6 separate regions of the Mus musculus genome follow, and all the other regions are linked to region 5. Evidence: chromatin contacts called from public Hi-C and HiChIP or PLAC-seq data. All regions are on one chromosome and are shown on one strand. The core of a region is the stretch at or near the end of the contact, and the rest is flanking DNA. Distances in the headings are between cores, read along the strand shown. Region 1 has its middle 31 kb from the start of Gm39833. Region 2 has its middle 54 kb from the start of Gm13582. Region 3 overlaps Itgb6 (integrin beta 6). Region 4 has its middle 66 kb from the start of Gm39833. Region 5 holds the start of Rbms1 (RNA binding motif, single stranded interacting protein 1). Region 6 overlaps Gm33436 (a long non-coding RNA gene).

What was found. A called contact is a pair of places that touch in the nucleus more often than the background predicts. HiChIP or PLAC-seq counts read pairs in DNA pulled down with a chosen protein or histone mark.
Region 1: a Hi-C map of the G1E-ER4 cell line shows a contact between it and region 5, with 2.0 times the contacts expected there. The contact joins the enhancer-like site here to the promoter of Rbms1 in region 5. A contact is called at or near these places in 1 of 484 Hi-C or Micro-C datasets (the G1E-ER4 cell line) and 2 of 115 datasets of contacts at active chromatin or transcription factors (the SCID.adh cell line and bone marrow-derived macrophages).
Region 2: a contact with region 5 is called in a Hi-C map of neutrophils, with 4 times the contacts expected there. The contact joins the enhancer-like site here to the promoter of Rbms1 in region 5. A contact is called at or near these places in 1 of 484 Hi-C or Micro-C datasets (neutrophils) and 1 of 9 other capture datasets (adipose tissue).
Region 3: a contact with region 5 is called in an H3K4me3 HiChIP or PLAC-seq map of the SCID.adh cell line, with 18 read pairs. The contact joins the enhancer-like site here to the promoter of Rbms1 in region 5. A contact is called at or near these places in 1 of 484 Hi-C or Micro-C datasets (the N1E-115 cell line) and 2 of 115 datasets of contacts at active chromatin or transcription factors (the SCID.adh cell line and pancreatic cancer cells).
Region 4: a Hi-C map of myocytes shows a contact between it and region 5, with 2.5 times the contacts expected there. The contact joins the enhancer-like site here to the promoter of Rbms1 in region 5. A contact is called at or near these places in 3 of 484 Hi-C or Micro-C datasets (the N1E-115 cell line, myocytes and nephron progenitors), 2 of 115 datasets of contacts at active chromatin or transcription factors (the SCID.adh cell line and bone marrow-derived macrophages) and 1 of 9 other capture datasets (adipose tissue).
Region 6: a Hi-C map of pancreatic cancer cells shows a contact between it and region 5, with 3 times the contacts expected there. The contact joins the enhancer-like site here to the promoter of Rbms1 in region 5. A contact is called at or near these places in 2 of 39 promoter capture datasets (liver and maxillary cranial neural crest), 4 of 484 Hi-C or Micro-C datasets (muscle stem cells, nephron progenitors and pancreatic cancer cells), 2 of 115 datasets of contacts at active chromatin or transcription factors (extraembryonic endoderm stem cells and pancreatic cancer cells) and 3 of 9 other capture datasets (adipose tissue, liver and pancreatic islet).

Annotation. Positions count from the first base shown.
Region 1 is chr2:61,094,070-61,098,762 of GRCm38.p6, reverse strand. No RefSeq gene overlaps it. Among named protein-coding and RNA genes, the nearest start is that of Gm39833, 31 kb to the left of the region's middle. Within about 2 kb of position 2,837, at least 8 of the 459 cell types and tissues checked have an H3K27ac peak or open chromatin away from gene starts, as enhancers often do. A contact at or near this core is called in the G1E-ER4 cell line, where this site is marked.
Region 2 is chr2:61,027,015-61,031,919 of GRCm38.p6, reverse strand. No RefSeq gene overlaps it. Among named protein-coding and RNA genes, the nearest start is that of Gm13582, 54 kb to the right of the region's middle. Within about 2 kb of position 3,134, at least 20 of the 459 cell types and tissues checked have an H3K27ac peak or open chromatin away from gene starts, as enhancers often do. A contact at or near this core is called in neutrophils, where this site is marked.
Region 3 is chr2:60,625,807-60,630,411 of GRCm38.p6, reverse strand. It overlaps Itgb6 (integrin beta 6), which reads left to right. Exons shown (of 15, transcript NM_021359.3): 9 at 1,943-2,077; 10 at 2,247-2,664. Among named protein-coding and RNA genes, the nearest start is that of Itgb6, 46 kb to the left of the region's middle. Within about 2 kb of position 2,746, at least 32 of the 459 cell types and tissues checked have an H3K27ac peak or open chromatin away from gene starts, as enhancers often do. A contact at or near this core is called in the SCID.adh cell line and pancreatic cancer cells, where this site is marked.
Region 4 is chr2:61,058,936-61,063,681 of GRCm38.p6, reverse strand. No RefSeq gene overlaps it. Among named protein-coding and RNA genes, the nearest start is that of Gm39833, 66 kb to the left of the region's middle. Within about 2 kb of position 1,416, at least 21 of the 459 cell types and tissues checked have an H3K27ac peak or open chromatin away from gene starts, as enhancers often do. A contact at or near this core is called in adipose tissue and myocytes, where this site is marked.
Region 5 is chr2:60,880,127-60,884,657 of GRCm38.p6, reverse strand. It overlaps Rbms1 (RNA binding motif, single stranded interacting protein 1), which reads left to right and starts at 3,220. Exons shown (of 14, transcript NM_001141931.1): 1 at 3,220-3,540. The coding sequence starts at 3,472. It overlaps LOC108168762 (a long non-coding RNA gene), which reads left to right. Exons shown (of 2, transcript XR_003953832.1): 2 at 1-1,692.
Region 6 is chr2:60,697,522-60,701,983 of GRCm38.p6, reverse strand. Gm33436 (a long non-coding RNA gene) reads right to left here. Exons shown (of 3, transcript XR_374559.3): 2 at 4,256-4,390. It also overlaps a transcript of Itgb6 not described here. Among named protein-coding and RNA genes, the nearest start is that of Gm33436, 7.2 kb to the right of the region's middle. Within about 2 kb of position 1,728, at least 71 of the 459 cell types and tissues checked have an H3K27ac peak or open chromatin away from gene starts, as enhancers often do. A contact at or near this core is called in adipose tissue, muscle stem cells and pancreatic cancer cells, where this site is marked.

The sequences.
Region 1 (4,693 bases), core at 1,588-4,087, 210 kb before region 5:
GAGAAAACAAGTTTATGAATGTCATTCTTTGTTTCCACGAGAAGTTAATAATAACTTTCAGGGTATTTAACTAAGAAAAGCAAAATTCAAATTGACCAGGAAATCAAGCAAGCTCCAATTTCTCTCTTATATCCTCTGAGAACTGTGATCAAATGGAGGGTTAGAGAAGAAATACCCTGTTGGCAGAGTATATGTGAAAACATATCCATACACACACATCCCTAAATCACATATATGAAAAGATAATTGGAATTTTCATCAAGGGAGTAGATAGATGTTAGTGGTGAGCATGCACTTAATTCTCAAGCACTATGAAATTTTATTTTTTAAAAAGAATTTGGATTTTTCTCTGGAGTCTTTTTAGCATTTCCTTCTATAGCTCATAACAAAACAACAACAAACAAAAACCAGAAGTTGGAAAGCCACACTAACGGAGCAAACAAATTGGCTCACTGTCTCCTCGGGAGGATGCAACCTGTCTGCTGTACAGTGGATGGAGATGAACAATTAATTGATGTCAAGATCTGAATTAAGGTTGTCTGCCTCTCCCTCACCCACCATATGGTCAGTGGGCTTAACCTACTCAGACTGCCCGGGAGCATCCCTCTGATAGCCAACCTGCTCCAGTAACTGTGTAGGGGACACACTGCTTACTCCAGCTTCTGCGGAGCTTTCAATTTTACCCAGAGACACTTGGTCAAGCCTTGGTTTCCAAATCATAGCAATCTTCCAGTTCTCAGAAGTCTTCCCTTTCTGCTTCCTGTGCCCTCATCCTTTGATTTGTCCTTGCACGGGAAGTCTTGATGTAGGAAGAACTTTTGCTGACCATCAGCCATTCTTACTGGCAGATTCTCCTATATGAAAACTTAGCTAGCACATTCCTGATAGCCACATGTGTGCAGAAGACAGAAGTCCATGTCTGGTATCTTCAGCCATTACTCTTCTCCTTAATTTCTAGGACATGTCTCGCTGAACTGGAGTGTTGCCTGACCAGCTAGGCTGATTGACAAGTGAGAGTCCATGGATTCTTCTGTCCCTTCCCTTGTCCCCAAGAGAGTTACACATGCCCATCAATCGTCAAATCCAGCTTTTACAGGGGTTACTGGGAATCAAGCTTGGGTCTTCATGTTTTTCACACATTCTTTCCCAATGAAGTCATCTCCCCAGCTCCTCCTTAAAGTCCTTTAAAGCAAACCTTGTGTCAAGTATAGTGAGGAGAACAGGTCTGAAGTGTGCAAAGTGAGAACACCCATGTACTCAGCACCAGACTAAGAAGCAGAAGGCAACCACAGTCTGGCCATCTCAGTGGCCAGCTGAAGGAGCACCACTTTCATTACCCCTAAGGACACTTAGTAGTGTTGCTTGTTTGACATTTACATGAATGAGTGTGTTCTATGAGAAGATAACTCTTCCCACTGAAAGCTCTAGCTCAACATTATGCTTCTGAGATTCATTCATTTTATTGCAATATGTTGTGCCATTTTAAAACACAGTCAAGATTATTTACCCAGCTTATTTTTGATAGACATTTAGTATATTTCTATTCTGGTACAATTATAAATTGTGTGCTATGAAGCACAATCTTGTACGTCTTTTGTTTTTGTTTTTTTATTGTTTGTTTGTTTTGTTTTGTTTTGTTTGTTTTTTGGGTTTTTGGGGGGTTGTTTGTTTTTTGTTTTGTTTGTTTTGTTTTGTTTTGTTTTTGGTGAAAATATAAATAGATTTCTGTTACAAATGAAGCCAGGATTTCCCAATCAGCCTTAATAGATACTTCAAATTTATTCTGGAAAACAGTTGTATCCCACCTTCACTCTCATACCCAGTTTTCCCCCAGTCTCATCTGGATGCATAATAGCTATCATTTCAGGTTTTAATCTGCATCCCCTATAGTTCAATGGCATTGAGAGCTTTCCCATAGATTTGCAGCAAGTTAGATGCAGTGCCTCCATAAATGTATCTATTTTCTATTGGGTTCCCTGAATCTTTTCTTTAGAATCTATATTCTTGCAAGAAATGCCACTTTCTTCTAGGGAACTACTCTTTGTGTGTGCTACTAAATGTGATTTATTGAGGATTTGGGGGTTTGCTACTAAATTCATGAAGAAAATCAGCTTTAATTTTCTGTTCCTGTAACTCTTTTGAAGGCTTTAATGGCAGGGTTATTTTAAACAGGCTCCATGCAACACACTGAGCAGTGCCCCTTCTTTGTATGCTGGAAGAATTTATACAGTTTGATGTTGGTATTGCTTCCTCCTCAAATGTGTGAAATAACTTAGCAATGGAGTCGTGAAGTTATCTTCATGGAAATGTTTTAAACAGTGGACTCAATTTCTTATAAAATAAAAAGGCTCTTCTTAACAAAATTGATAACCTTCAACTCCAGGAATAGCACACCATAGTTTGCTTTCTATTGTTGGGATAAAGCACCATGACTGTGGTGGTTTAAATAAGAAGGGCCCCTACAAGCTCAGATACTTAAATGCTTAGTCACTAGGGAGAGGCACTATTTGAAGGAAATAGAAAGATTAGCAGGTATGTCCTTTTTGGAAGAAGTGTATCCCTTGTGGGGGGGGGAAGGTTGGTGGGGGGAAGCTTTGAGGTCTCAAAAGCCCAAGCTAGGCCAATGGCTACCTCTCTCTCTCTCTTCCCCTCTCCCCTCTCCCCTCTCCCCTCTCCCCTCTCCCCTCTCCCTTCTCCCCTCTCAATTCAAGTCCCAATTGAATGCTTTCTTTCATAAGAGTTGTTTTAGTCATTGTGTCTCTTCACAGCAATAGAATAGAGTCTAAGACAGTGACCAAAGTGCAACCTGGGGAAGAAAGGGCTTGCTTAGCATTATGGCTTACAGTCCATTGTAAAGTGAATTCAGGGCATGGACTCAAGACAGGAAGCAAGGAGGCAAACACTGAAGCAGAAGCCATGGAGGAGCACTGCTTACTGGCTTGCTCCTGTATGACTTGCTCAGCCTGCTTTCTTATATAACTCAGTACTTTGTACCCAGGAGTGTCATCACCCACAGTGAGCTGAACTCTTCCACATCAATTATTTCTCAAGAAAATGCCCCACCTACAGGCTTATATGATTGGGGCATTTTCTTAATTGGCTCTTCTCAATTGAGACTTTCTCAGTTGACCCTTCTCAGGTGACTCTAGCTTGTGTCAAATTAGAAAAGAACAACATAATCTTTTTTCTAAACTGTCAAATTCATTGAGTAAAGTGGTCTGTAATATCCTGAATTTGTATCTTTTGCTTGTTTGTTTTTATTAATCATTTTATTCATTTACATTCCAAATGATATCCCCCTTCCTGGTTACCCCTTCACAAACTCCCCATCCCATAACCCCCCCCCCCGAATTTGCCTCTATGAGAGTGCTCCTCAACCCATTCACCCACTCCCATACCACTTTAGCATCTCTCTATGCTGGGGAATCAAGCCTCCACAGGACCAAGGGCCTCCCCTCCCACTGATGTCAGATAAGGCTATCTTCTGCCATCTGGAACCATGGGTCCCTCCATGTATACTCTTTGGTTGGTGGTTTAGTCTCTTGGCACTCTGGGTGGTCTGGTTAGTTGATATTGTTCTTCCTATCTTAAATAGAAACATGGCCTACAGTAGTATCTGTTTTTCATGCCTAACAACATGCACGCACACACACACACACACACACACACACTTTTCCATATATAGCGCTGCTACGCATTTCTTGATTGTATTAGCCTTTCAGAGAACAGTATTTCACTTTGTTGATTGTGTTTTCTTGAGATGTTTTCTTTCATAGCTTATGCCATCTTTACCGTTCCTTTCTCCTGCCTGATGGCTGTTCTTTTTCTGGTCCCTTGAAATGAGTGTCAAGATTATTCATTTTCTGCATTCTTTCCTACTGTTGTTTCTTTAAGTATTTTAGGTGGATAGTACAAGTTTTAATGAAGTATATCCTCTTCGTCATTCAGGGCACAGTTCCTCACTTCTGCACATGACTTACCTTAGACATACATTAATTGTAAAAGTCAGAAATTGTCAAGTTAATTCATTTAAGGCTCAACTCCACCATAGAGGCAAAGAGCGGACTCTGAATTGACTGCATCTTTGGAATTGATTGAAGCTTGCTTTATGACCCAGCATATGGACAATCTCAGCAAACGTTCCATTTGTACTTGAAAAGAATTAAAATTTTGACATTGCTAAGCGTTGTACTATAAATATAAATTGGCTCCTGTGGGCAATTCTATCATTCAGACTGTCTGTATAGCCTTACTGATTGCTGCATCCTCTCCACCACCTGTTAATGATGAGTTAAAGTGCCTACTATGTGAGTTAAAGTGCCTACTATGATTATGGATTTTTATGTTCCATTTTTTACTTGCAACACTTTTGCCTTATATATTTTGAAGCTATATTATTGGGTGGCTATAAACCTTAAATTATGGTATCTCCCTGGTGCACTTATCCTTCTCCTGTATCTCCCTGTGCATTTGACCACTTCTTCAAGTCCCATTTGTTCGAAACAGAGCTCTCTGTTGATAAGTATTCCCATTAATTATCTTTTCTACCCTCCCAACTTGATCTCTCTGCATTATTAATTTAAAGCCAATCTTTTAATTAGAATTTTATTTCTTTTTTTTTCCATTTTTTATTAGGTATTTAACTCATTTACATTTCCAATGCTATACCAAAAGTCCCCCATATCCACCCACC
Region 2 (4,905 bases), core at 1,885-4,384, 150 kb before region 5:
AGAGATGAGCTAGGACCCACACTGCTGAGATATTTATGGAGGCCAGTCAAGTCATGAATACTGGCAGAGGATACACAATGACCACAGCAGTGATCTATAGACATCATAAGCATCATATATATCTGAAACATGACTCCAACATTCAATGAGCAATTATACAAGGCTGGAAGAATGTCAGGGATTCAAAGATGGACAATGACACACACACACACACACACACACACACACACATCTAATAATTAAGACGATCTGGTGGACATGGCCTTCCTTAAGGGACCAAAGGCATTATCACTGGAGATGTGATGAGCTAACAAGTTGAATTCCCTGGTGCCATGCTCTATAAAGTGAACAAATCTATGAAACATTTTTACCAATAATGTTTAACTCACATTTAATTGGTCAGGTTTTATATCCAAAATTCATATTATTAAAAATATACAGAGTTTAGAAAGACATTCAGGATCACAAAGAAAAAAAATTAAAGACTTCAGGGATATTCTAGGAAAAAAAAAAAAAACCAAAATCCTGGTCCGGTCACCTCGTCCAGTCAATATTACAGATCTGATAGAAACTAAGAGAGACTGAAGGCACAACACTCACATGCAACACGTGAACTTTGGTTGGATTTATTTAAAAGAAATCACTGTGAAAAGCCATTTAGGGAACAAGTGGGGACATGCAATAATGAACAGAGGCATTACTGTGTATTATTAATTTTTTTAAGTTGCCGGAATGCTAAGGTTTCCAGACGAACATCCTTACTTCTTAAAAAACAAGCTAAATAATTTAAGGATTGTGTAATTCGGAATCAAGAAAACAGAGATGGTATATGCCACCACCAGAGAGAGAGAGAGAGAGAGAGAGAGAGAGCGGGGTGGGGGTGGGGGGGATTCAAAAGAGGAAGGGATTTAGATGAAGCTTAATATCTCCTTCCCAGCCACTGTCTGTCAAGAGACTCACTGAAGTGGATGGTGAATACTAATTTTGAACTTCCTATGAGAAGCACATGAAGCCACAGCAGTCCCTGCTGATGCTCTGCATGAAGAGAGGAAGGGTAGGGATCAGTGGTGGGAACACGGACAAGGTTTTGCCATGAAGCGAAGCAATCTTGACCCATGGCAACATGTGTTTGCTATTGAATAAGGGGCTCTAGTCTAAGTGTTTTTAACTTGAATATGGAAGTGGGGAGGACAGAGACAGAAACACAGGAACAGACAGACAGACTGACAGAGAAACACAGACAGATTTATTCCTGGACTGACAGATATTACTGTGCTTCAGCAGTTGGGACATTAATGAGCTATCAGAGTCTGAAGAAGATGTCTACAGCTACATGTTGTCAGAAAGCCCTTAAACAGAAAAGATCAGAAGCCTAGAATGAAAGTACCCAAGATTTTGTGTCTTACTCCACATGTCCTGCGCAAACGCCAGCCTGTTGCTCTGAGGAAAGAGGGGTACTAAGAAAATAGCGAGAAGATTGTAGAATATGATAAACTTTGGGTCAATAGAGTGAAGGAAGCCAAAGAAAAATCCTGGGAGCAGATTGCCAAGAGACTTAGACTGTCTGTCTTGTCTGAGGGCTTCTCAGTCTGTCAAATCTAAGAGTCTTTAGGGGGAACAATAAATGAGCAGACCTTGAAAATTAAAAACGAGAGAGTGTGGGAGAGAAGGGGGAAGGGATTCTACCCAGAATACAGATAAATGGCTAAAAGGGGTGTGAAGAGTTAAAGAAGACAGAAAGACTACTCAGAATTTTTCAAAAACTAATCTATGTGGTTAGCATAGGAGGGGCATTGCAGAGCCCCTGGCCTGTGGAAGAGGGGCCCACAGAAATAAGCAGAGGCACTTCAGAAGCACTTGGAATTTGTTGGAAAAAAAAAAAGAAAACAGAAAAAAACTACCAAAACCCAAATGGCTTGCAGGCCATAAGAGAGACAGAGAAAGACAGACACACAGAGAGAAACAGAGACAGGGGTAGAGAGGCAGAGGCAGACACAGACAGAGAACACGCAAGGGCTAGGAAATATAGCCACCGCCAGCAGCTCTCTAAGGAGCTTCAGGGGAGAACAGGGAGGAATCAATCACACAGATGAATGACCAACACTGGGGAAAGCTGTCTGGATGGCTGCCATGTGTTTTCCAATAACTCAGAAAACAAAATATGTATCAATGCTCAAATATATATGAGGCAAATTTGATGAAATGTTGACTCTCGGTGGGAATTTGGATGCTCCTTATTGGATGTTATCATTAGTTATAATAGTCTTTCTTTTAGGTTTTCTGCATGTTTGAAAGTTTCTCAAAATAGTAAAAAGCGTGTTATACTCCTTCATGAATGATCATAGAAACCAACATGATTGTGACCATGAAAACAGTAAAAGAAGACATACATTAAATTGAGCAGTTTTTCAACAAATCCCTGAAACTGAAATGGGGAAAATGTGGACCAAAATACCACATTTTATTTTGTTTCTGCCTCTACACATTCCGAGTTTGATTTGTGTACTTGCTATTCTCCCAGGGACATCTCTGTTGTCAGCCCCACAACACTTACCTCATTTGCAAACATCAAGAAAGCTAGGAAGAGAAACAGACATGGTTCAGTCAACAAAGTACATGTTGCACAAACATGAAGGCCTGAGTTCGAATCCCCAACACCCACATGAAAAGCCAAGTGTGGTAGTGCGCATGTGTAATCCCTGTCCTGGAGACACAGAGCTTGGCAGATCCCTGATGCTCACTGGCTAGTCAACCTACCCTAATCCTTCCTTCCAAGTTAAGTGATAGACCTTGTCTCAGAAAAACAAGGCAGATGCCTCCTGAGGAAAGAAAGCTGAGGTCGTCCTATAGTCTACACACACATGTGCAGTGTCACATACACAAACACATGCACATATACCATACAAATAGACACACAGAGAGAGAAGGGAGGATAGCAATTGAAGATATCCAGTGCCCTCTGACCTCCACACCTCATGAACTTGGATGCACCAACACCTGCCACTGTCTCCTGCACACAAAATTTTGATAGAATGAATGAGGATAGCTTTAAACTGGTGTTAATCCTTCATCTGCTCTACTTTAAGGAAACAATTTAGTTGGGAAACACTTTTACAACCACTTACAACACACCAATGTATTGTGACATTAGAATTGAGAAACCTTGAGGTAGAAACAGCTTTATAATTGCAGAGTCACAGCCATGAGGGAGATTCTCTCCCTGAGCTGATCATTAATGCACAGGTGTCACCTGAGCAGGGGTGCAGGGGGTGCAAGGGGGCTCCTGGTGACGCTTGGGAGCTTTTTGCCTTACTCCGGCTCTATCCAGTGTTAGCATTTGGTCAAGACTTGGGATGAGTATAGGATGCTGTACACACACAATCAGACAGCTTGAATCCACTCTCTGGCTCTCGCACTAATGATCTGCATAATGTCTGCAGGACATTTCATCTGTCATTAAGTGCCTCTGTTTCAGGTTCATCAATCAATGAATTATAACAGCTGAGTGAGTCCATATATGGGAAGCAGCTGAATCATATTTTTCACAGAGTAACTTAAAAAATGTTGCTTATTACTAGGGGGTGTGACTATATTCTACAGTAGGAGTATGAGCTGTATTAAAGTAATTGATACAATCCAGGGGACCATACTTGTGGGATAGGGTTACAAAGGCATCTATAATATTTAAGGCTATATTCATTTCAGTTGTTACTGGAATGCACAGAACAAACTTAGCCATTCTAAATGCACACTTCAGTGATGGTAAGTAAATTATATTATTTTGCTACATCATGATCATCTATCTCCAGAATTCTCCCCACCTAATAAAACTGACTTCCTATACCTATTGGACAATAACTCCTATTGCCACCAGCCCCAACAACTACATTCTTCTTTCTGGTTCTTCTATTTTAACTACTTCAAGAACCTTGCACAGTACTTTTGTGCCTGGGACTGGGCCTATTTCACAACATCATTTCCTCCAGAGCCATCCATGTTGGAGCATACATCAGAATTCCTTTCCTTCCAAAGGCTGAATCATGCCCCATGATTACAATAACACGCTTTCTTATCCACTCCTCCAGCAACGGCACTTGGATTGGTTTCACATTTTAGCTACATGAATGATGCTATGAACGGAGATCTTTAAATATCCCAAGTGGAATTCTCATTTTAATTATTTTGAGTATATACTCCGAGTGAAAATGGTGGATCATGTGGGAAGTTGGTCTTCTTAACGTCTTAAGGAAATTCTATTGCTTTTGACAAAGATGATGCAATTTTATATTCCTACCAACAGCATGAAAAAAAGTTACAGGTACCCCTCCCCCTCTCTCCCGCATTTCTTTTGCTGATGTTTCTGTGATGTGGTATTTTTGTCCTGTTGCTGTTTTAACTTAGGTTAACTTTACATCCCGCGTGTTAGACACTTGTTTCTCTTCTTCGGTGAATTGCGCGGTGATGTCCTTTCTGGATTTGGTTGTGTTAGTTGTTGAGAAGTCTGTGTTGATGGAACATTCACCACTGGGCTGAGGTTCATGAATGTTACCTACTCTCTTCGCTCAAGCAGTTATCAGACTCCAAGCAGCCTGGACTTCACAGTATCGTCTCAAAGTATCAGAGACAAATTAAAACCTGTTGGACACAGAGTGGAGATTCGGGAACTATTGACAGAATTAGACAAAATCGGACTGTCTAAAAACTAAACAAGCTGTCGGGTAGAATTTTGAACTTGCTTTTCATGATGCCTATTGATTTCTATAGTAAAATGAGTAGATTTTTTTTAACACAACAGAGTCCATGTAATAAAAGTGTGTCTGATGTTTGTGGGCCACCGAGCTGGTAAAGACACCTTCTGTCAAGCCTGATGGCACAAGTTCTAAAGAACTGGTTTTTAAAAGTTGT
Region 3 (4,605 bases), core at 1,497-3,996, 250 kb after region 5:
GACTCAATAAACAAAATGGGTGGTCTCTGGAACCAACACCTGAGTTGTCCTGTGGCTTACACACACACACACACACACACACTTACACAAGTGTGCCCTTGTGCGCATGAGCTCATGAGCATATATACTTTCATGTGTACACCAGACTTTGGAAGAAGCCGAGTTATTGTTCCATGCAGTGGGACAAATTATACTTCAGAAAAAAATTCAAGCAAAAGGTGCTTTTACACTGCCAAAATTGAGGGAAAGGGATAGAGCACATTATACCCCCAGTGTCATAGGTATATAGATGATAGATGATAGACGATAGGTAGAGAGATAGACAGAGAGATGCATACATACATATATACATACATACATACATACATACATACATACATGATACACACCAACAATAAAATAGGCATGAACTCAAAACTTTTTGTATGAATTGAAATATAACTCGACTTATGATATTTAAGTACTTTATTAGGTTTTATTGTTTGACATTTTTGTTTTGTTTCCTTATATATGTTATAAGTAACTGAGGAATAGAAAAAGCAAGATGAGAACCTCTCAGAATAGAAATTCAGTCTTATCCAAGATCTGACTTGACAGTCAAGGCATAATAATTCCCCCAAATAACTTTAAGGTACAACTCTCCCACACACCATACTTTAACACCTCTAAGATTTGGGGGGTCTGGAGGTATAACTCATTGGTGAGTGTTGGGGTGGCATTATGCAGGACCTATGTTTGATTCCCATCCATCCTGGTAAGAGAACAAATAGAGGTCCATTTTGTAATTAGTGAGGTCTTTACAGCCATTACGTGTCAGGTGGCAAAGAGAGTATCATCTTCATCACAATCGCGATGATTGCTATTTCAAATCATCACATTCGCTTTTGCTACTTAAAATGTTAAGTGTAGTAGCTATTGTAAGATATGCTTATAATTTTTGAACTATGACTCAATATTGAAATGAACAGTTATTATAGATGCAGAAATGGACCCAACAAAGCGGCAGAATGTAAATTTGCTATCAGTGAAGTAAATGTTCATTGCTAGGGATAGATGAGAGCCTGCTCCCCTCTGAGAGCAGCATGGGGGCTCTCTGAGAACCAAGACACATCGATGCGTACAAGTGAAGGGTACCATTATCATATCTGTACATTGTTACATATGCACCACTGGTACATAAGCAAAAGCACTGTCTTTATGATGCCAAGCTATGCAACCCAGGTCAGGAGAACTTGCTGAATCCTTCAGAGTGCATGAAACAACTTGCAGGCAATAATTGGCTCCTGACTGTCCCATGCTGTGCAAAAACACCTTCAGAAATATTGTCATAGCTTACTTATCATGAGATAGTATATCTCAACATTGACAATGTCTGAGGAATACACACATACACACACACACACACACACACACTGTATATATCTATATCTATATATCTAGATATATATATACACACATACAGTATATATCACATATATAATATATATCACAGTCCTGCTTGATTGATGAAATGATGAATTTTTATGTTCAATTTAGCTTTATGAATTTATAGTTGTTTATTTTGTTCTCGTATGCGTATATCACGTGAACATGCACGAGCACACTCACATACACCTAAGCATGCATATGGGTGTTGGTTCTCACCTTTCACCTTGTTTAAGATAGGGAGTCTCTTATTTCTTGTTAATTCGCTGCTACGTATGCCAGAAAGCAAGCCAGGCTTCTCTTGTCTCTGCCTGGCAGCACATCATAGGTTGGAGAGTACAGACTTAAGTCCTGGGATCCTCTTTACATGGGTCCTGAGAATTAGAACTCAGGCCCTCCTTCCACAGCAAGAGTTTTACGCACTAAATCATCTCCCTAGCATCAAGCAGTTTCTTCTTCTGGCTGGATTTCCTTTTTACTTATGATTTCCCTTAACCCTTTCTTGTCTACACTAAAGGAACTGCGGTCTGAGGTGGAACTGGAAGTGTTAGGGGACACAGAAGGACTCAACCTGTCTTTCACAGCTCTCTGTAACAATGGTGTCCTCTTCCCACACCAAAAGAAATGCTCCCACATGAAAGTTGGAGACACAGTAAGTAGATCCCTGGTAGATCTTTAGAAACAACAATTTGATGGGTTGCAGGCTAGCTAGCTCAGCTTGCTGAAGCTGGGTTTCTTGGAGAAGCCAGTCTCACCAGCTTTATCTCAAATCCTGCAGGTTGCTGGATAGAGGAAGCAATAACCAGCATTTTCTTTACCAGGCATCCTTCAATGTGACTGTGAGCGTATCCAACTGTGAGAAAAGAAGCAGGAACCTCATCATAAAGCCAGTGGGGCTGGGGGACACCCTAGAAATACTCGTCAGTGCAGAATGTGACTGCGACTGCCAGAGAGAAATAGAAACTAACAGCTCTAAGTGTCACAATGGGAATGGCTCCTTCCAGTGTGGGGTGTGTACCTGCAACCCCGGCCACATGGGTCCTCACTGCGAGTGTGGTGAGGATATGGTGAGCACGGATTCCTGCAAGGAGTCCCCGGGTCACCCTTCATGCAGTGGAAGGGGTGACTGCTATTGTGGGCAGTGCATCTGCCACTTATCGCCGTACGGAAGCATCTACGGACCTTACTGCCAGTGTGACAACTTCTCCTGTCTGAGACACAAAGGCCTTCTCTGTGGAGGTAGGTGATGGGCTCCTACGGGCTTCCTGCCTCTTGTGTGGCAGCTGTTTGGGGACTTTGGTCTTTCATTTCTTCTTCACATTCCTGGGCTCAGCAGTTGTTCTGTAAATATTTTCTGGTGGCTTCAGCGGGTGACTCATTAGAACTGGGATAACTGGACAGTCTCCTGCATTTGTTGCCGTTTCTAACATTCCCGTGGAGTCAGAGCTCTGTCCACTGAACTTACATTTACATTATATTTAAATATCACTATTCCCTCAAGTTAAGCAGATAAAAGTTGAAATGTTGCCTCTCTACTTGCCACCGGGATACCACAAAACTGCTTATGATCTGAATTTCATTGTCTGTCAGACCTTTTCTAAATTAAGTTGCTGGGTCTGACCTGATTCTTATATCTTTTATGTTGGAAAAAATAAGCTAATAGAGACTGCCAAGGGAACAGAATCAAGGAGAAGACACATAGATACTGAGTAGATTTGAGATTCTCTCCCTCTCCCTCTCCCTCTCCCTCTCCCTCTCCCTCTCCCTCTCCCTCTCCCTCTCCCTCTCCCTCTCCCTCTCCCTCTCCCTCTCCCTCTCCCTCTCCCTCTCCCTCTCCCTCTCCCTCTCCCTCTCCCTCTCCCTCTCCCTCTCCCTCTCCCTCTCCCTCTCCCTCTCTCTCTCTCCCTTTCCTCCCCTCCCCTCCCTTCCCTCCTTAGATTCATAGTCTTCCTGTCTCAGTCTCCCAGGTGTTTATAGTCCAGATGATTACGTCATACTTAGCCACTTACTAACTGCCTACTAATCTAGTATATTCGGTACCAGGTCAAGTGATGCTAGGCAAGAACACATGTGAGGAAAGGCCTATGAAAAGAATGAAAGTAGAAAATAGCTTGGGATTTCTTTAAAGTTTCAAGGAAAGTTTTAAATGTACATATTAATATTTTAATAGATGCTTTTGTACATATAAAAACAATATACCTTAAGAATATACTGCAGAAGCCAAGTGCGGTGGCGCGTTTCTTTAGTCTGAGTACTTGGAGGCAGAGGTAACCAGACCTCTGAGTTCCAGTCCAGACTGTGAGTTTTAGACCAGACAGTTCTACATAGTAAGACCCACATTTTCCTCTCTCAAAAATGAACAAAACAAAAATAAAAAACAAATGAAGAGAATATATTTCAGATGCTAGGAAGGTGGTTTTGTGGTTAACATGCTGTTCTTGGAAGGATCTGAATCTGGCTCCAGCGCTCTTGATACCTTTTATCATCTATATCGCCTATTCCATGGGCTCCTCTGACCATCATGGGCTCCAGAACACAAGTGGCATTCACTGATACAGACAAATACACATAAATAAAAATAATAGCATAAAGTCTTAAGAGCTAAAGAGATGGCTTACTGGCTAAGACCACATGCTACTCCTCCAGAGGCTCTTAGTTCAGTTCCTAGCATCATTTCAGCATCAACTGCCTGTAACTCCAGCTGCAGAGGATCAGAGCCTATGCTGGTACCTGCACTTGTGTGCATAATCACATATGTACAAATAACGAAAATAGTTTAAAAGTAAATCTTTTAAGGGGGGAGAATATGCTATGTTAAACATTATTCTGATGCATGTATTTAATTATAACCTATTCCAACAGGAAAGACAAATATTAACACAGTTTAAAATGGTATAAACATGGTCTGCAAGTGAAGTGTTAACTGGCTGTGGACTAAGCCCAGACACCCTACTTATCACAGGATGAAAGCAGACATCTCATCAAAACACAGTGGCGTTATCTTTACAGAAAACTAAGCAAGTCATGTTTCCAAACCACAGTGTCAGAAACGTAGAAAAGAGAACCATTTCCCCAGTGAGGGAGGTTGAAGTGGGATCAGAAGCAGGTCATGTGACAATTTTTTTTTAAATGAAGAAAATAAAAAGAAAGAAAGGGAAAAAAAACTTATTTTTGGGAAAA
Region 4 (4,746 bases), core at 167-2,666, 180 kb before region 5:
TATTTTATATAATTTGTGACTATTGTAAAGGGTGTTGTTTCCCTAATTTATTTCTCAGCCTGTGTATCCTTTGTGTAGAGAAGGGCTACTGATTTGCTTGAGTTAATTTTTATATCCAGCTACTGTCCTGAAGCTGTTTATCAGGTTTAGGAGTTCTCTGGTGGAATTTTTGGGGTCACTTATGTTTATTATCATATCATCTGCAAATAGTAATATTTTTACTTCTTCCTTTCCAATTTGTATCCCTTTAATCTCCTTTTGTTGTCTAATTTCTCTGGCTAGGACTTCAAGTACTATATTGAATACGTAGGGAGAGAGTGGGCAGCCATGTCTAGTCCCTGATTTTAGTGGGATTGCTTCAAGTTTCTCTCCGTATCATTTGATGCTGCTGCTTTTCTTTTCCCCTTTTCTTTTTGTCATCTCATTAGATGAACACCGAAATTCATTCTGTAACTTGGCTATTGGGAATAACTTAAGAAGTTTTTCTTTCTGTTTTAATATGGGATGCCAGGAAAGGGACAGGAACAATAGTTTGTCTTGGTCTTTGTGGAGGGAGCTTTGGGGTGTTTGTTTGCAGTGGTAGAAATCAGTCACAAGGGCCTTAGCACCTTATTTTCTTAAAGCCCAGCCCAGTGACACAAATCTGTAATCCCGGTGCTGGAGAGACAGAGTCAGGGAGCTCCCAGAGTTTACTGACCAGCTAGTTCCAGGTTCAGTGAGAGGTCCTGTCCCCAAAATAAGGTGGAGATCAATAGAAGCCACCTAATGCTGACTTCTGGCCTCCACATCTGCACAAATGGGAGCGCACACACACACACACACACACACACACACACACACACACACACATATTGCATAGCCCACTTGGTAACAGATTTAGGCATCCTATCTTGAAAAGCATCTTAGGCATGCGCCCCCTGATCACATTTCAGAAAGCACAGATAGAAGTTCACGGGCAGAACCACAGAACACATCACCAATGATGTATTCAGTATGGGAGGGCCTTCTGGTAGAAAGAGGGCAAAAGAGTAACAGGATTTTAGGAGAAGTTGTATCTGGTCATTAACCCCACTGTTTTAAGTTTAAAGTTTATAGGAGATCCATTTAGATAGCAATTTTTTCAATGCTTAGCCACACCTCTTACATAAAACCTTGTTTTCTGGGATGCATGTTTTGCTGTTATGATTCCTATTTTGACCTTTGAAGAAACCGATGGGGATTTGTGGGGACCAAACTCCTCCCCTTGTCCCGCTGCCACCACTTGAACACATTTCTGAAACAGTAAATATGTCACTCTCTAACTGCCTGTCCCATCCTGCAGCTCTTTCACAGCTGCTTCCTAGTGCCTGGCTTCTGACCCCAGCCTGCCCTGGCCTTGGTCTGCTGCTTCCATCCTGACTCTGACAACTGCTAATGACCTCACCCCACTGGGGAGACTAGATAGGACAGTTGTATTCTAAAAGGTCACCAGTCAATGGAGTGTTTGGAACTCAAAGAATTTCCCCACAGAAAACTATCATTATAAAGAGTGATGATTCCCAGACCCATCCACAAAGGCCCATTTAGCTCACTATGGTGCTACTGCAGATGCCCTAAGCCACCTTCTTTCCTAAGTCTGTGAAGTTGGCCTGGAGGCACAGAGCAAAGAGAATGGTGGGGCCCCTTGAAATTTAACAGTCCCCATGGAAACATGGAAGGGGAAGCTCCAATGTTGCAGGAAGCTAGAAAGAGCTTGATTAGTATCACAGACTGAGTTCACCCAAGCAGAGGTGAAGAGGACAGGGAGTTCAAGACACATAGCGGAGGGCACCTCTGCTCAGGAATGGCTGTAGCCAGAGCTACAGCAGACTAGGAAGAGTCCCGGGGACAGGGCATGGGACCAGCGATCTTTTCTAAGTAGACTAACCTGATCCAGTGCTCCTCCTGACTGTCCTGTACCTGCCCTGCCCCTCCTCTGGATTTTAGAATACTCCTTGTAGCTAGAGTTGGGCTACTTTGTAGGTTCGTTCTTCTACCCCTCTCCATCCCTCTTCTTCCACCCTTTCACACCCCTAACACTAGGTAGAAGAGAAAGAAGAATAGAAGGTAGACAGAGAGAGAAAGAAATCCCCCCAAAAAACTCAGGTGTAGGAAAGGGTGCTAAGTTTTTATTAAACTACTTCCTGCTGATTAGGGACATGGAGCTCCTTTGGGCAATTTGTTCTTCACTGTAAGGATATTTAACTCCTCTTCCTCCTTCTCCTCTTCCTCCTCCTCCTCTTCCTCTCCTTTTTCCTCTCCTTCCTCTTCCTTTTCCTCTCCTCTTCTTCTTCTTCTTCTTCTTCTTCTTCTTCTTCTTCTTCTTCTTCTTCTTCTTCTTCTTCTTCTTCTTCTTCTTCTTCTTCTTCTTCCTTCTTTGTCCACAACTACTTAACAAACCACCACCAACAGTATTCAACAGCCAACAAACAACAACCCACCGAACAGTCACCCCACCACTCAGGGGCCTAGCATTTATATAACCTTGGAAGAATCCCCAGCATTACAAACACCACACACTCACAGAAACAATCAGCAGCTGGCAAAATCACATGACTGCTAGAGCATGAGGCAAATCCTAGTCAGCTGCTGTGAACAATCTGAAGCAGCCCCATAACCCACACCTGGGATTAAAATGAAAACATATTCTCACAATATGTCTGTATTTTTAAAGAAACCAAAATTTTGAATATAAGTCTTCACCATATTCTTCTGTATGTCTGACTACTATATCTTGTTTACTAGGTGCCTGCAGATTGCTGGCTTTCTACATAGCAGGACTGACTTTCTGCTATTGGTTCAAGGGATAATTTGTTTTGACTGCACCACATTCATATTATGTAAGTACACTGTGAACTCTTTCTCAGAAATCCCTCTTTCCCATGTGCCCCCCTTGCCCAGGAACCAATCTTCCTTCTGATAGCATCTCTCTGTGGTTTACTCTTCAGTGTCATAGCTGTAGGTACTTCCTTATTGTTTACACATAAAGCCTGGTGTCTAATTCCCAGAACCACATAATGCCAATGTGAAATTACACATTGTTGTAATTTTAGTACATGGGAGATGGAAACAGAAAGATCTGAAATTCAAGGCCAGTTTCAGATACACAAAGAGTACAGGGCTACAAGAGACCTGTTTCAAACAAAAACAACAACTAAAATCTGAAATGTTGGAGCTTTTTTGGTTTTTGGTTCTGTTATTGTATGTGTTGATGGTCAAACTCAGGTTTTACACATATTGGGCAAGAATACCAGGGAACTACACTCAGCCACTTCACTTCTACACAGAATCTTCAGTGTCCCACTTCCCTGGTGCTTAGTAGGATCCAGCAGGGCCTTTGCCATTGTCCTTCCTGAGAAGTTTAGGCTGAAAAGAAAAATAAAAATCCATAGCACTGTCTTCTTAGCACCTGTCATGTCTGTCCCTTCAAAGTGCTCATCCCAAGGCTACAGGTCTCAGAATCCCCAAGTGGCTGATGATCCATAGACCCTGTGGGTATGTTTCAGCCCTGGAATCCACATCTCTACAATCTTCCCATATGACCATGAGACCAATGGATCTAGAAATGCTAGCCTGGGTCACTCTGCTTGCCTGCTACCACAGTCTTTCAAAAGAAATGCCTATAGCTGACCTACTTGTGTCCTTCTGTCCTGATACCTCAAGGTTTTGGCTAAATGCTCTTTTCATTTTTCATCCAGTCAGAAGGACATGATTCCTGGGGACAGGAAGAATAGATAACGGTCTCCACCCCGTGAATCAACATGGTACCTTCTTATTGCCAAAGTAAAATCATTTTGGTGAGGGAGTGAAAAGAGGTGTCTGCATATTGATAAAATTACAGACATGGGTAGCCTCAGTCCTTTGTACTGATTGTTTTACTAGAACAGAGCCATGTGTACACATGCTCTAATAATGCTCAACCCGATCAAGAGAAACGGAAGCAGCTCAGAAAGACTGGGTCGACAGGCATTTGTTACATTAAGTTTGTACTCAAAAGCCAAATGTAATGGTGCATGTCTTTGATCCTGGCACTGTGGAGGTATAGAAAGGCAGGAGGACCAGGCTGGGCTATATAGCAATCCCAAGGCCAGCCTTGTCTCAAACAACAAAAACTGGCCCAGAGGCTTTGTGTCTGTAAAGGAGAGCCCAACATCAAAGGTGAGAAAAGGAAACAATGGCTTAGCAGGAGAGGATTTTCTAGACCCTCCCAACCTCCCCTATCTGTGAAATGGGAAACAGTGAAAATGGCAGCAGCAAGATAAAACAAGTAGAATTTCATATTTGGAGAAGTAAAACATCACATGACGTTCTTAATGATATCTAGTATTAATCTCCAACTAACAACGGAAGCCAACAAGACGGTTTATGATTATTAAATGAGACACCGTTCCAAACGTCTGGAAAGAGACATGCTTGCCGCAGAGGGGGCCGGGAGAGCAGCTGAGCTTGTTTTTCCTTTGTTTTAACATTTTCCTCCTCAACTTCCTATCACTCCCTTCTCTAGTGAAGAAAGGGGCTAGAGGAAAAAAAATCCTCTTTGTAATAGCTGCTCCAGTTTCTGCCCTGAGAAATCCGCTCCATTTATTAACCACCCCTCTCAGTGAAGAAATTCCACTAAAATTCCTTCAGGGCCTGGCTGCCTTTCAGCTCCTCGCTGCACATTCCTGCCTCTATGTATGTCACCATCTTAAATAGCTGTGCCTTCTGTGCTTTAATAAGGTCTCTTCT
Region 5 (4,531 bases), core at 1,971-4,470:
CTACCTTCTCTTCTTTGATGGCCTTTCACACTTACTATGCATGCATGTGCTATTAGACTACCCTCCTCTGCTATAAAACCTGGACTACAACACTAATAGCTGCCGTTTATCAAGTTGGGAACCTTTTTGATGTAACACTATACTGTGAAAACAATGTGGGATGCAACTAGCTTGCCCCAGATCATGTGTGGCATAAGTAGGGAACTGAAATATGGAGTCAGGCTTGCTTGGTTCTGCCTTCATTTTGTCTCTTGTGTTGTTACAAAGAGACAAGAAACTCTTTCAACTCATTTAGCCAGGGCTGTGGCCTGAGTGTACACATAGTGTCCGAGGGCTGCTGCTATTCTGAAGAGGAGTCAACACCTCTCTAGGGACAGGAGCTCTCTCCATCGTCTCTCACCACCAAGTGCTCGGGGCTCCTGGTGTCTGCTCTGCTGCTTTCCTGCCTGCTGCCAGGCAGCTTCCTGTTTCCTCATAGCTTCTGCTTCCTCATAAGCTTGGCTTGCATATGGTTCTGGCCTGTCATGGCCTCCTCTCCCCTCCCCCTCCCCTCACCCCAGGCAGCTCTTGCCATTTCTTTCCCTTTCCTAACTGGTTTAGCCCTTGGAGTTTTGTGAATCAAATTCCCAAGGGTTGAGAATCAGATTGGCGAGCTCATGTTTCCAGTCCCACCCAGATCATAGGTCACTGGCCAGTCTGTAGAGTGGCTGCCCCTGGGTCAGATTCCCACAGCTTCACCTAAGGCTGAGGGTGGAGAAGGAGGTACACAGGACAAGGCTCCGCAGCACTGAATTTTCACCCGAATAGCTTGCAGGCTTTCTGGTCAGTTCCTTTAGTTTCTGATGTCTCTTTCAAAATCGACAACAATGAAAGTGGACTTTTCTAGACGGACCTCGCTAGACTCCATCCCTATAATTGCTCATGGATTATCTAGAATTGATTGTGTATGTTATATACAGAGTTTCATATTCCAGCTATTTCCCTTAAGTTTGAATTTTTGGGTTTCTGTGATCCTATTTTGAGGTTGGACTATTAATCTTTTCTTCTTTGTATAATGGCTTATAGATCTACTTCATATTTGGAGCTTTTGAACTCAAGTTTCCTTTTTTTTTAAGTACTACATGTCTATGTTTTTTCTTTTTAAGCAGTTCATGTGAAACTATAAACAGCATGCTAATTCTTAGATTCATTTTAAGTCTTAAGGTCAGTTCTCTTAATACCTCTCAGTATTATTTGCACATTCTACTAGTATCAGATTTATTTTGCCATCTCTTTAAATTTTATCATTTAACATTTTCTTATCTCTAGAGAACTATTAGACATCCAATCGAGTGCTAGCATTTTGGAATAGCACAGTATCCAATGGGTCATGACCCAGCAAGTACATCATGACTTGAGAGAAAAGCCATAAAAAAATTTAATGCTGTTCTTCTGTGGTTTCAATTGTGGTTTCCTAAGAGACCAGTCAGGACAACTGAGGTTGTACACTGGCTTTTTCTGTAGATGACTGGTGGGACTTGTGGTAATAGTGCAGAGGGTAGGATGAAGTAGGGTGTGTCTCGAGTCCTCAGGAAAAGGCATCTTCGACTTGAACAGTTGGAACTAAAACTGTCCACTTTGCATTTGTGCTGGCTCATAGTGAGGAAAGACAACAGGTCACAGCAAAAAAAAAAAAAAAAAAAAAAAAAAAAACCAAAAAAAAAAACAAAACCAATGCATGGAGTAGTAGTAGAAAAACAGTTCTGGGGTCCCCACTAGCTCACAGCCTGGCTGTGCTGTAATCTTTAAACACTTTCAAGGGCAGATATCCTGTGAATTTTAAGGTTTTACTTGCCCAGTATGCACCGAATACCCTAGCCTTTGCTGTTTTTTTTTTTTTTTTAAGTGAAAAGAATTAGGATTATGTGTGTGTTGTGGGTGTGTCTGCTTTCAATAGGCAAGACTTATTATTTCTTGTTACTTTTGCTGGAACTCTGGGGACTTTGGAAGCAGCTGACTAAGTCACCAGCAGGATTTCTGGGAAGTATAATTTTCAACTTTGTTTTCAGAAAAGTCTCTGAATGGCTACACTTTGGCTAGAAAGTTGACGTTCATAGCATCTCTGTGACAGCCAGAGTTTGAGTTCCTTCTCTTGTTAAGACAAGCTGGGATTTTTCATTGTTGTAGCAGATGGGCCTTTCCAGGAAGATGTTAGAAGCCAGGGAAGACCTATGTATGTGTACTGTGGCTGTAATCCCAGAATTCAGGAATACTTGTCAGGGACCCCGTCGCCAATTTAAAGATGGCAACCAGCCCTGGTAACCCTATCCAGAAATGGCTTGCTTGACCACCCTCTTCTGAGGCCTCCACATCAACATGTGTTCAAAGCCTGCTAGCTACATCCAGAGAGGTGACTGCAAAAGGAGCGGCAAGAGAAGCAGTTTTTATTTTTTTTTCCACTTGAGAACAAAGGAAATTACTCCTGTCTTTGTCCCTTTCTTGCCGTCTTTTTAATAACTAGGTTGAATTCCTGTATCTTCTGTCTTTTCCAGGAAGGACAGGTCTCCCCTTTGGATGGCTTATAAGGTTTTCATTGCTTTTTTGATAATGTTGTCTTGAAGGAAAACTCTTCCTCTGTGGCACAAGAATGAAATTGAAAACTTTCCCGGGTGTATTTGGGTGAGGGACTGGAAAGGAAAACACAAAAACAAAACAAAACAAAACAAAAAAAACCCACCCGTTTGCTCTACAAAAATGTAGCATGCTTATAACTGGGGGGCTGAGAAGTGTCCTGGGAGGTAGATCTGGACAGGGAAGTGAGAGTAATTATCCGCGCCTTTTCGGGACCAGGGGCTGCTGTGAAAGATGAAAGAAAAGGCGGGCCATTGGCTTCCTATCCAGGTGTTCCAGCGGTTCCCGAAGCGATGCCCTTAAAAGGGGCAGCCAAGTGGGGTGCGAAGCCACGGCGACGCCTGGCCCAAGGGCCTGGGGTGGCTGCTCCCAGGAATGTGAGGCATGCGGGGCGCCAGAGCCAACCATTGCGCGGGATGGGGGCGCCGCGCAGCCCGGGTTGCCGCCCCAGCCCGGGAGGCCGAGCGCGGGGGCCGAGGCCGGGGGAGCGGGCGCGGCCGGGCGGCCGGGCGGGCGGGAGGCGCGGGAGGGCTGGGCGCGGCACTAGGCGGTGCGCGGCTGCTTCCCCGCCCCCGGCCGGCGCGCTCTCGGGGCGGTGGTTGAGGCGGCGGGAGGTGGGGACGCGGCGGCGCTGCTCGTCCGCTGCCGCCGGCACCGCGCGCGAACTCCGGTCCATGGCACGCAGGGCGGCGGCCCCCGGAGCTGCTCGAGAGTCGCCGGCCGCGCGCGTCGCGCCGCACTTTTAGGGCGGGAGCCGCGAGCCAGTCCCCGGCCGCATCCTCCCTCCGCCTGCCCGGACAGGCGAGAGAGGGAGTTCCCGGAGCGCCGCGGCCCCGGTTGCCTCAGCTCCCCGCGCCCGAGATGATCTTCCCCAGCGGCAGCGGCCACCCCGGCGCTGCCGGCGGCTGCAGGACGCCCTACCGCAAGCAGGTGAGGCTGCCGCGCTCCCCAGGCCTGCGCCGAGCGCGCGGGGCGGTGACCCGGTTTCGGAAGGAGGCGGCGGGCGGAGAGATGCCCGGGGGGACCGGGACGGGGACTGGCGGAGAGGTGGGACGGGCAGGCGCGCGGCCAAGGGCTCCGGCGGCCCGCAACAAGTTTGGGGGTTTCCTGGAGACCTTTGTGTACAGAGGAACTGGGGATACGTCGGGGCAGTGCTTTGCATTGCACTAGGGGACCTCCAAGAAACCTGTCTGATTCATGGGGAACCCGGAAGACGTGTGTGTGTGTGTGTGTGTGTGTGTGTGTGTGTGTGTGTGTGTTCGCGCGCGCCACCCTTCTTATTTTAAAAAAAAAAAAAAAAAGACAAAAAAGAAAAGAAAAACAGGAACTTCTGTCACTTTCTCAAGGTTTTCAGAAACACAGGGAAATCCTGTGATAGAGATACTGGGATAAGCCTGAGTCATACACACGCCTTTTCCTATTCTAATTTTGTTTCATACATTTTCTAACAGATTGAACTCCAAAGGCACTTGAAAGGTTACATCCGAATCCCCTGCCTGGAAAAGGAGTGGAACTGGCAGGTTTTAGTTTCGGTCTTTTGTTTTTAACATCTTTGTTTTTGAAAGAAGGTTACTGAAGCCATGTTGTGATAAAAACCCCACAGCCTCTCAGCAGCAGCAATAACAACAACAAAAACCCTAGCTCTAAATTATGTTAAAAATGTGCAGGTCTGCTCAGAAAAGGTTAAACTCGTTTAGAGGTCAGTGACAGAATGCTTGTTGAAAAAGAAAAGGCAGCATTGCAGATCTTTTCCCTTCGTAATAAATCTCTAGTCTACACCCTCAGCCACAGAGACAGATCAATTAAGTTATCCCAGTAATGATAGCAGCAAAATGCACCCTTCCACGTAAACTGTGGTTCCATTAAGATCCAGATGTGTGGCACTGGAGCCTGCTGAGTTCTTTGTGGCGGTTTGCAGGAT
Region 6 (4,462 bases), core at 479-2,978, 180 kb after region 5:
TCCCCCAACCACTTGGTGGGGTTCAGAAGAGAGCAACCCTTATTGAGTCCCAATTCTGTGCTTTATTAAAATATAATAACTTGTTTTATTGTCACTTAGGCATCCCAGCTAAATGGCAGCTAAAGGGTAAATCTGATGAACTGGGCTCACGATCTTGCCTCAATTCCTTCGACCACTGTTGTTTATGCTCAGGGCATCTCAGTCTGCTTCCTCACCTCTAAAACTCGGAGTAACTGTATCTAGCTTAAGAAGCTATTGTAGGGGCTGGAGAGATGGCTCAGTGGTTAAGAGCACTGACTGCTCTTCCAGAGGACCTCAGTTCAATTCCCAGCAACCACTTGGTAGCTTACAAGCATCTGTAATGGGATCCAATGGCCTCTTCTGGTGTGTCTGAATTGAGAGATCGTGTACTGATATATATTAAATAAATAAATAGAAGAAGGAGGAGAAGATGGAGAGGAGAAGGAGAAGGAGAAGGAGAAGGAGAAGGAGAAGGAGAAGGAGAAGGAGAAGGAGAAGGAGAAGGAGAAGGAGAAGAAAGAAGGTGTGTACCAGCACACAAGGCCTTAGGTTCATTTTAGGGTCTCAGATAAAAAGCTAATCCTTGAGACCGAGTCTTTTCAGTGGAGGTTCAATGCACCAGACTATGGGTAAAAATCCTTAGCTACTGATGATGATACTTCACTTGACATGTGTGTACCTCGATTCCTCTTCGTATTCCCTGGGGACTCTTTAATGAGATCTAGCTCCAGCCTGACTCATGCAGATAATAATAACAATAAAGATTATGATTCCATAACCACACATATACAAAGTATGAGACATTATCGCTTCTACCTCAGCAAGTGACAAAATTAGTCTACAATTTTTCCCGGTCCCTGACAAATCTTCTCACCAAGTAACCTGATAGGCTGCATGAACACTTTAATGGTTACTGGCTCAGTTCTTTGATGCACACTGTTCCTGTTTCCAAAGTGCCTTTTTCTAGAGTGTTCCCCAGTCATATCCTGTGGCCTTTCAGGTCAGGTTGACTATGTCAGGCAGGAACTCTTCTGACCTCCAGCATCTATTACCTCACACACTACCTCATACTGTCATCAAACTACTTCAGAGATCTGTTTTTTTATCTAACTACCCAGAGGATTCTTAAAGACAAGGCCCTTGTGGCTACGTGTTTTTTGTACAATACTGTACTTAAAATATTTTATTGACTAAATACATGGATATATTTCTGTGTCATGAGGCTGGGTTTATAATAGATATTTAAGTCCTGTTTAATTAAATAATTTGGGGGTTTGAAAAACTGCATAGTTCTCTTCGAAGCCACAAAGCTCTGCCATGGTTTGAAGGTCTCCAATTGTCTAATTCTCCTGTCTCGGCCACATCTCTTAGACCTCGAATGTGAGTTACTCAGTCTTCCTGAGTTTCAATTTTTTTCTTTTACATGTCTGCTTAAGAGTACTAACACTGTGTGTTATTAATATCTTCGAGCAAAAGAATGAATTATCCTGCAAAGCATATGATCACAGTGAATCAGAAAGCAATCAAACTATATGGATACCGAAAACTTTGGCCCCAGGTGAAACTGAAAAATGAAATTGAAAACAGTGATGCAGCCGTGTGCACCTCTCCTCACTCAGCAAAGCAGCACAGAATGTACAGGGGCCATGAGGAAACTCTCCATGCCCTCAAAGCGATGAGCCACCATGTGTGAGTAAGGCTGAGGAGAAGGAAAAAAATGCTCCTGTGTCTGGCAGGCCAGAGGAACTCCCAGTTCTGGGAAAGATGATCATGACATAGACTTGAGTCACTTCTCTGCAGTTTGTCAATAAAAGCCCCTAAGGGACAGTGTGGACTTTAGAGATAACGTCATGATGACATTCAGGGATCTGTAAGTTCCTGGGGCTCCCATAAGGTTCTGTTCTCCATCTTCACCCTTTTGGAGGTTTTCATGGAGTTGGGAAATTAGCAAACACAGTGAAATGGTGACTGTTGGCAAAGCAAGGCTCCCTTTGAAAGTCTGAGTTTGAGGCCCTTAGAGACTGGATTGAAGGTTTTCATGAGAGCAGGCCTTCAGGTTTATACTTAATTGTTCTGATATGAGACTGCTATCAGAATACACACACACACACACACACACACACACACACACACACACACACACACACCAGCCAGTTCCGCCCTCAGCTGTCACCCTTGTTGCTACTGATAGTTCATCAGGGGAAAAACAGAACATTTGGCCATGTGAGTGTACTACACTCTCCTCCTTCGGCTGCTTGCAAGAGCCTCCTTTGCTCTTCAAGACTGTAATTTAAAATATTTGAAACCGAAGGATTCATCTGGCAGTGAGGGTGGGGAGGGCATCCTCTCATTTCTGTTGGATGGACCACTGTCTAGGCAGCTTGGTGACCACCTAGTCCAGACTACCTGCACCTGAGCAGGCAGGAGCTTCTGCGGTCCATTCTTGTCATCTAGAGATTCTGGAATCTTCTCTCTCCTCCAGGGCATGTGACCTATCAGTAAGTCCAGGCAGCCCGACCTGTGGAGACCCCAAGGCTGTCTGTGTTCTCCCGGATGGATAGGACCACCCTGTACTAGTTGCTGTCTTTCTTCCATTCAGCTGCAGCTGAGTTCTGCCTTGCCCCTCCCTAGACTCCATCCTCAGGGACTCCTCTGTCATCGCTCTAGCTGCTCCCAGACTGCTTGCTCTCCATGCTCCTTTCTCTGCAATTCTCTTTCCTCTGATCTTTGCCTGGTTGGATCTCCTTCAATCTAATTTTATCACTTACTCAAGGATGTCTTACCTGGCATTCTGCTTGAAGGACTCATCTAGATACCCCTTATTATATCACCCCAAATCAATTGTCTGCAAATATTTTACTATTAATTTTCTTATTGATTAATTTGTTTACCATTTATCTCTTCCTATTTAGATATTGTCTAGGAAAAAAAAACTCCATGGAAATTATATATACCATTGTGGCCTAGGCTGGTCTAGAACTAAATGTAGCTCAGGCTAGCCTGGAACTCACTATGTAACCTAAGCTGGCCTCAAACTCACAGCAATCCCCCATCTCGGTCTCCTGAGTGCTGGAATGATTGGCATAGCTGCCACACTTACCTCACTAAGCATCTTATTGGTCAGTGGGCTATTAGATGGCCAGTAGCCATTCCACAGTATCTGTGGGGCATTAGACAAAGGTCTAACCTCTTATGATCCAGAGTTGGCCACTTGCAGCAGTTATAACTTTCAACTTTTACTTTAACTCATTCAACCCTTGTAGGACCATTCGAAAAGAAGTCGATGGCCTTGCTGCAGAGACGCTGTAAGCTGCATTCTACCTAATGCTAGGAAAATGAGTTCACTTCCTGGAGGGGCAAGGCTTCTCTTCTAGCAGAGAGAGTGCTGGGTGGAAATAAGACCCAGAAGCCTGGGATTCATCCACAGTCTCAGCGCAGCTGCCAGAGAGGTCAAACTTGTCCTTTAGCTAGTCAGGAGGATCTGGCAAGTGGGGGATGGGCCCTAAGGAAGAATGGGGGCAGTTGGGGCAGGATTAGGGAGGGTGGCCCAGCAAGACTTGGGCCCTAGCTGAGACTAAAGCCAGAGCCAGAAGCCAAAGCCCAGCAGCTTTGGGATTCCAACTATGAAAGGCAAGCAGAGCAAGTGGGTGAGGGTGCTTTTCCCAGCAGGCAAAAGGGTCATGGTTAGAGCAAGGAGGAATGCAGGGAATGTGGAGCTCTGCAGCCTGCACTTGGCAGCTGAGTGGAAGCTGAGGGTTAGCTTCATGCTGCTGGAAGAGATGACCTACATAAGAGATGTGTGGTAAGGGTTTGTACGACCTGCCCTGGTGCTCTGAATTGTTTTAGCTCCCTCAAAGCTTTCTCTCAGGTCACCAGTTCTCCATGTCCTCAGTACCCCAAAGCTCATGTGCTGATGGAAAGACTTAGCCCCAACAGAGGAACTGGGACACAAGGCATCAACATAGTGACAGCTTCCAGTGGCCAACAAACCATGAACATCCAAGATCTACAAACCGTTTCTGAGCATGTCTGATTCCTCCTGTGGCCTTATCCCAGAAGGAGAAACTTTGGGAAAGAAGATTCAGGGAGGGCCGGGAGTTTCTCAGCTGGAGCAATCAGCTCGAAACATTTGAGAGTGGAAGTGAGGTCTAATTGGCCCCCACAGACTGGCGAGGCCCGGGGACATTTGGTTACACACCTGCCAAGAAGGCTCAGCAGACAGGTTCAGACTTACCCAGTTGGAATGCAATTAAGTATCAATGCCAAGGGGAAGCCAAAGGCAACAATGGGCAGAACAACAACCCTGTTGTGGAGCCCAGCATCCCACAGGCTACCGGCATGATGCTCCAGGCCCATCCCTGCTCAGCTCCTGCATCAAAATAGGCATAATTAATTAATATGAGCAGACTGTAATCGCTCTGCCCGGGGGCTGCAGTCTACA